Linked DNA regions of Sus scrofa: region 2 is linked to region 1. A link is a contact called in public HiChIP or PLAC-seq data. All regions are on one chromosome and are shown on one strand. The core of a region is the stretch at or near the end of the contact, and the rest is flanking DNA. Distances in the headings are between cores, read along the strand shown.

Evidence for each region. HiChIP or PLAC-seq counts read pairs in DNA pulled down with a chosen protein or histone mark.
Region 2: a contact with region 1 is called in an H3K27ac HiChIP or PLAC-seq map of alveolar macrophages. The contact joins the promoter of LTB4R2 here to the promoter of MDP1 in region 1. A contact is called at or near these places in 1 of 47 Hi-C or Micro-C datasets (embryonic fibroblasts) and 2 of 2 datasets of contacts at active chromatin or transcription factors (alveolar macrophages and skeletal muscle).

Annotation. Positions count from the first base shown.
Region 1 is chr7:75,085,603-75,089,240 of Sscrofa11.1, reverse strand. It overlaps MDP1 (magnesium-dependent phosphatase 1), which reads right to left and starts at 1,798. Exons shown (of 6, transcript XM_003128546.4): 1 at 1,660-1,798; 2 at 1,484-1,544; 3 at 1,300-1,410; 4 at 863-970; 5 at 668-753; 6 at 297-505. The coding sequence starts at 1,696. The coding sequence ends at 414. NEDD8 reads right to left here. Exons shown (of 4, transcript XM_003128544.4): 4 at 3,336-3,638. The coding sequence ends at 3,614. It overlaps CHMP4A (charged multivesicular body protein 4a), which reads right to left and starts at 149. Exons shown (of 6, transcript XM_021099213.1): 1 at 1-149.
Region 2 is chr7:74,982,225-74,985,804 of Sscrofa11.1, reverse strand. LTB4R2 (leukotriene B4 receptor 2) reads left to right here and starts at 1,994. Exons shown (of 4, transcript XM_021099204.1): 1 at 1,994-2,257. CIDEB (cell death-inducing DFFA-like effector b) reads right to left here and starts at 2,864. Exons shown (of 5, transcript NM_001112688.1): 1 at 2,766-2,864; 2 at 2,110-2,254; 3 at 1,108-1,257; 4 at 685-875; 5 at 342-544. The coding sequence starts at 2,806. The coding sequence ends at 412. NOP9 (nucleolar protein 9) reads left to right here. Exons shown (of 10, transcript XM_001927718.4): 10 at 1-57.

The sequences.
Region 1 (3,638 bases), core at 549-3,048:
CCACTATATAAAAACGGCGCCCCACCCCTACCCCCAGAACAAAGTCTTGGTTTCCTGGAAGGAAATGTGCAGGGTAATGTATCCCAATACTTGGGGCCAGTGAAAGAGCTCTTCTTGCCCTTGACAATGCTTAGGACAGGGGTGGAGATGGGGCGAGCACAAGGGGATCACAGTCTTGGGTTTGCCACACGTTTAAAAGGCAGAACTTGATGCAGTCCAGTGCCTTGGCATCTCCAGATGGCCCACCCTGGGGTCATACACTGGAAAAACAGAAAAATAGCCCACACTGGGTAAGATTTCTTGTGCCACAAACAAATACACTTTAATAATAATTTACAAATGCACCTGAAAATGCCCTCCTGATTTCCTCTCAGTTCTATGCCTCCAAAGAGGCTCATCCACAAGACTGGACCTCAGAGTCCAGCCTGGGCCTTTGCAAACACCTCTAATCCTTGAGTTAGGGTCTGAAGGTTCATTCCATTCTGGACATGAACACAGGCAACACCTAGAAAGAAAAGAAGCCACATTTCATCAGGCTTATTGTGACTGACCTCTTTGGGGTGTCACATGCATGCAAACTATCCATTCAGTACATAGCTACCTAACCCTTTCCCTCTTAGGAACCTTTCTTCTCACTCCCCAAACGGCTATCCTCACCACTCAGTACCTAGTTTGCTGACGTCTACAATATTCCGCTTCTCATCATCAAAGAAGATCATCTGGGAGAAAGGAACTCCAGTTTTCCGATGCAACCTGTGCAAGACAGGCAGTGGTTGGGGTGGGTAATAACCTCAATGGCTTCTTAGCTCTTCCAGCCTTTCTGGTTTTCTCTCTCCCTGCTTCTCCCCTTATGTCCGTGTACCTCTCAAAGTGCGTGACCTTGCTGCCTGGATAGATTTCCCGATGAACAAAATGTCTGACCAGGTCGAAGAGCTCCAGCAGCTGGTTGGCTCCTTCAACCTCACCTGTCCTGCAAAAAGGCATAGTAGGTGGGATCAGGAGAGTGGAAGGCCAGGGCTGCAAGGGAAGTTATGTGTAACCTGGGGGAAACTGACTTGCTATTCTTCCAGCATGGGTAGACACCTTGGCCTTTATTCAACTCCATATCCTTCCTATCTGACAGAGGTGGCACTGAGCCAGTAAACAAAAGGCACAGGAGTGGGTACAATTCGGAAAATATGGAAATACCTTCAAATTTGGACCACCTAAATTTTTGTAGCCAAGGGGTTACACGGTAAGTCTGCCTGTGCATGCATTTGTCAGCATTACACGGACAGTATTTTCAGATGCTCTTCTTACCGTGAAGCTGCCGCGACGGGAACCCCCAGGCCCTGCAATCTTTCCAGGACCTCAGGCACCTCTGGGTACAGTCGGACGGTTTGGCCGCGCCTGTCTCGTATAGTTCCATCACTGGAGAGGGAGAGAGGGCGATCAGCTCCCGCAGGGCTCTGCCCGGCCCCAGGCCTCCTGGGCCCTGTCTCACCTGCTCTTGTGGAACGGGGGGTCTACATGCGTGTCCACCCAGAACGGCCAGAGCGTGTAATCTACGAGGAAGGAGGGGGAGGGCTCAGCCTGAGCGGGCGCAGGGCCTCGAGAGCAGCAACTGGGGTTGGAGAAAGAGAGCGCCAATCTGAAACTCTCCCCAGTCCGGTCCCTCACCCAGATCGAAGACTGCGAGCTTTGGGAGACGCTCCATGACTCGCGTCGGCAAGATGCACGCCCCGAGGCTGGCTGGGCTTTCTCTTGCGGCTTGGCGGTCAACCGGCTGACCTTAGAGAAGCGTTGACTAGAGCGTCGCCAAGCGGGGCTGGGGCGGTCGGCCCGGAGACAGCGCAGGAGCGCCTTCTGGTGGTGGAGGGGGAAGAACCGCAGCAAAACTCCAACGCAACTGCTCACAGAACCGCAGCGGTCCTCAAGACTCTTCAAGGGATTTTCTTCCTTCTTCTCCACCCCACCCGGCCTCGCCAGCTTCTACTGAACTAGAGGAGCCAAGGAAGGGGAGCCCATTCTGCTGGCTCTCTTTTTATCTCACAGAGATCCATCACAGCTTGTCACTTACTTTCCCTAATGAATCTCTCCACTGTACAGAACCCAGAAGCCTCAGCAATATTCCAACCGTAAAAGCCCCCCTCTTTTGTCTTCTTAGGGCCACGCCCACGGCACATGGAGGTTCCCAGGCTAGGAGTCCAGTCGGAGCTGTTGCTGCTGGCCTATGCAAGAGCCACAGCAATGCCAGATCTGAGCCACCTCTTGACCTACTCCACAGCTCATGGCAATGCCGGATCCGTAACCCAGTGAGTGAGGCCGGAGATCAAACCCGCAAGCTCATGGTTCCTAGTTGGATTCGTTTCCGCTGTGCCATGAAGGGAACGCCTCTCGGGGCCTTTCTTTTTTTTTTTTTGGTCCTGTTGTTGTTGCTATTTCTTGGGCCGCTCCCTAGGCATATGGAGGTTCCCAGGCTAGGGGTCTAATCGGAGCTGTAGCCACCGGCCTACGCCAGAGCCACAGCAACGCGGGATCCGAGCCGCGTCTGCAACCTACACCACAGCTCACGGCAACGCCGGATCATTAACCCACTGAGCAAGGGCAGGGACCGAACCAGCAACCTCATGGTTCCTAGTCGGATTCATTAACCACTGCGCCACGATGGGAACTCCGCCTCTCGGGGCCTTTCTTGAACCAGGCTCAAATAAATGTTCAGTAGGGTCACAGTGGGAGAAAATTCACTCTCCTGTTTTCTACCACCCACATCAGTAGGATGCTGACGGATATGTAATCGCCAGTTTGGGGAGAAGGACTTATTTGTACCATCAACTTCTATAAGTATTTCTACCATGGCCAATACCAAGCTGCCAACATTAAGTCACCTAATGTGGGATTGGGAAGAGGTGTCAACAATTACCTATGGAGCAGGTAAGAGCTGGCTCCAGCACGTCATTGAGTGTAGGTTTTCATAGAGTCTGATAACCCCTCTAAGTGCACATTCCCTTCCATTGTCCTGCTCTTTCAGCCTGGTGTAACTGGGAGTGCATTGGATCCTTTTTTTGCTTTTAAGGGCCATACCCGAGGCATATGGAGGTTCCCAGGGTAGGGTTCCGAATCAGAGCCACAGCTGCCAGCCTATACCACAGTCACAGCCACATCAGATCTGAGCCGCATCTGCAACCTACACCACAGCTCAAGGGAACACCCAATCCTTAATCCACTGAGCAAGGTCAGGGATTGAACTTGCAACCACACGGTTCCTACTCGGATTCGTTTCCACTGCACCATGACGGGAACTCCAATGTTGGATCCATCTTGATTTCAGTCATATTTGTGCAACAGAAGAAAGATTCTAGGAGGCCAGGAAATATTTTATTGACAACCTGGGACATAGCCATAAGGGAGGGAAGCACACAGGACTGCAAACTAAAACCCAACAGCCAGCAAAGGCCCTTTGGGTCAGGAACACTGCATCCTGGGGTCCTCACAGTCTCCCACCAGTAGACACACAAGACTGGGCATCCAGGAGAGGGGGGCGGTGGCTCTGGTGTCCCACAGAGTGAGAGGATATATGATGCCTCATTATGAGTGACAGGGCAAGGAGGTAAAATGGAGGGGGGGGGGTCCATCACTGCCTAAGACCACCTCCTCCT
Region 2 (3,580 bases), core at 745-3,244, 100 kb after region 1:
TAGTTTAAACCGGAGTCAAAAGTCTTACTGATAAACACTTTTATATTTTTATTGAAAGCACCTTTGTTATTTTGGGGAGGAAGGATACAGAGAAATAGCGATCTCAAGGTAGAGGAGCTTAGGGACAGGAGGAGTCATAAGGACCTCTAGGTATAGCAGCAGTCAGGGTGGGATCCAGGTGTCCGGGGACAGGCTGTGGTCTTTCAGGGAGCAGGAGACTGGAAAGGTGGCCAGGAGGCATAAGGTGGGGGTATAGGACATTATGCTGATGGGGCCTGTCCCATAGGATTGAGGGACAGTGGGGAAATCAGGTGAGTTACTGAGCCTGCACTGTCTGAAGGCCCCCAAACTTGGTGTTGTCACAATCTGTCTCTTGGAATGAGTCTAGAGGCAGAAGGTCAGAGCTCCTGCTCAGTAGGGGTGAAGGTGACCCTTTTGCTGCCACTGCTCAGCCCCTTCCACTGCATGACGAATGGTGGAGGAAATTCCCAGCAAGACGTGGCCCAGGCCTTGCAGCAGTGCGGAGGCCCATCGGAGGAGCTCCCTGAAGGGCAGAGACCGGAGGAAATCAGATGGGTGGGGAAACCTGGGGGCCCGTGGAGAGCTATCTGGGTAAGGGAGTGCAGGGGAGGGAATCACAGGGACTGGATAGGGATGGGGAGATGTGACATGTTGGTCTCTGACCTGAGTATTTTCTTTGGGCCGAGTCCTTGGATGTCACAACTCATGGAGTAGAGCCCGTAGAATGTGGCTTTGATGTTCAGGCTGCCAAAGAGGTCTCGGGGGTTTTGCTTGTATACGTCAAAGGTGATGCAGGCGATGTCCTGGCTGTGCTTGGGCTTCTCCCGGCCCAGGCCATATGACAGCACCCCACTCTGTTGCCAAAGCAGGGCAACGGACCCTCACATACTGACACCCACCACTAATCCCATCAGCACTGGGACAGACCCACCCTTGCCTGGACTGTTCATCTACTAGACAGAGTCCTTGACAACTCCTCACCTCTCCCATGCCCCTGCCCCCAAGATCAGGGTTAGGCGAGAGAAGAGCCTTGGAAGAGATATAAAGGGTCAGTGGCCTGGAGCAGCCCCAGTGAGGGTCTCTCACCTTCCTGGGCCTCCATTTCTGTCCCAACTCCAGCACCATCAGGCATGTGTCATCCTCCAACAGCTGGAAGAAGTCCTCGCTCTCCACCATGGTCCCGTCCTCCTCAAGCACCAGTGTTAACACTCCATTCAGCATCAGAGTCCCCAGCGCCTACCCGGAGGCCAGAAGGAGGAAGGAAGGGGCAGAGCTTTTCCCACGCCCCTCCCCTGTCCAGCTGCCCAGCACCCAACTCTCCTTCCTGGTGCTTTGCCATCCCTTCAAATGGTTCCAGCTCATGGTGTTCTTTAGTTGTTGGGGGTTGCTCACCCAGGGCTGTCCTTTTCCTGTTAGTTCCTGCTTTGCTCCTACCACGTCACTGTCATCTCTCCCAGCTTCCCTCCACGCCATGCCTACTGGTTTGGAATTGAAAAGCCAGCCAGTTTCTCTTGAATGGTTATAGGCATTATGCTGAAGGGGCTTGTCACAATGGAGTCTTATCTCTAGTGTCCCACCTTCCTCTCCCTAACCCTCACAGAGTTCTCCAGAACTCTTTCTGGAAAGATCTTTTTGAATCTCCACTAGTGTCAAATATCTGTGTATCAACAGCCCTAGGGGGGTAGTTGTATTATTGTTCCCTTTTTACAGATGAAGAAACTGAAGTTTTGATATGTTGAAAAACTTCCCAGGGTTTGACTCAAGGAAGCCACAGATTCAGGGTTTTGAATTTGATACAAATTGCCATTCCATACCGAGTTCTAAAATCCATCCCTCCAACTCTCCCTACTCCTTCCCCATCCCCAAAGAAAAGCCTGTTCCAAAAAAAAAAAAAAACAAAACAAAAAAAAGGCGAAGTGACCCAAACAGCAGAAACCATTGGGTTCACACCCCTGCTTTTAGCCCTCAGAGGGAGGGGCAGCCCTGTCAGCCCTTTCTGTTCCTTTTTGTTCTTTATCTCAGGCTCTCGTTCTTCATCAGCCCCTTGGCTGTCCCTGCATTTGGAACCCAGGGACTTGGCTCACTTGCCTTGTCTAGCAGTTCCTGGCGGGTGGCGGCTGTCAGGCCTTTCCGGGTGGTCCGCTTGTGATCACAGATACGGAAAGGTCGCTGGGGTGGTGGAGTGGAGGTCCAGACCTTACGGCCTAAGTCGGAGCTCATGTTGGATACTGACCTGGTAGGTGAGAAGAACGATCAAGGAGGAGTGAGGGGTTCAGTGAGTGTGGTGGGTTGATGGGGGTGGGGTAACTGGAGAGTTAGGAAGGTTGGGAGGGAGGGATCTAGATTTGCAGATTAAAGTAGCCTAGGGGAGTCCCCACTATGGCACAATGGGATCGATGATCAGCCTCTTGGGAGCTGGGATGCAGTTTCATCCTTCCCTGGCACAGTGGGTTAAGGATCCCTCAGTTGCCACAGCTGCGGTTTGGGTCTCAACCTTGACTCAGATCTAATCCCTAGTCTGGACGCTCCAGGGTGGCCAAAAAAAAAAAAAAAAAAAAGTATCCCAGGGAGAGAACTTGGAGTTGGGGTAGGGGTTGGTTCAGGAGCTGGACAGACCTTTTGCTGCAAGTGGGGGCAGGAAGGGGAAGGGGTACAAATTCCAGAGCTTCCTGGGGGCTGAGTGGAGTGTTGTGGCCCTGCCCGTATCCCTAGAGATGGAGAGTGAGAGGAGGGTTATAAATCACCTGAGCAGGCCGCTGGGGTTCAGGGCAGAGAGGTACTCCATGGTGGAGGGAAGGAGCCTAAGAGTGGCCCGTCCTGGGAGTTCTGGGCTGGGTGGTTCTGCACTGGTTGGAGCTGAGCGCTGGCGTTTTCTGTTACAGACCCGGGATTTCAGCCCCGGTGAGGTGGGGGATGAGTCAGTCAAGCCCGGACTCTGCCCCCACACCTGGCCAGTAAGAAGGGCAAAGTCCAAGGGGAGGGAGGAGGGGAAGGGCCGAGATCTGGCCCAGAGGGGCCTGGGAAAAGCCATGGAAGTTTGTGTGTGTCACTAGTGGTAGTGTGTGATGTGAGGGTTAAATGGGAACTATTCGAGAGGATGGATTGTGATCTCTGGTGTTTTTCTTTATATGGAGGGAATTTCTAGGGACAGTTTCTAGTTCCCAACCTGTGAAAGCTGCACTGGAGATTTGCTCTGTACGTGCTGCCACCTACTGAAAAAGCCATGAACTGCAACATCAGGAAAAGGGAGTCCCAGCAGAGGATGGGCGGGGCTTGGAGAAAATAGGTGAGGCAGTGCACCTGGGTGGGGTGTGAGGGGAAGATGAGTCCTGATCCATGGATCCAGAATTACTAGGATCCTATCTGGGACCCTGGCCTTCCTACTTTCCTGCTCTTCCCGCTGTGGTCTAGGGGAGGGGCTGGCTTTCAACATTTCTCTGGCTTCATTCTCCAGAACTGCCTGCTTCAGCCATGCTGGATTAGTCGTTCTCCCACCTTTTTCCTTTGGCCCCTTAATAGGCATGAAGGAAGTGTGGATGGGGGGGGGCGGGGAGAGGGG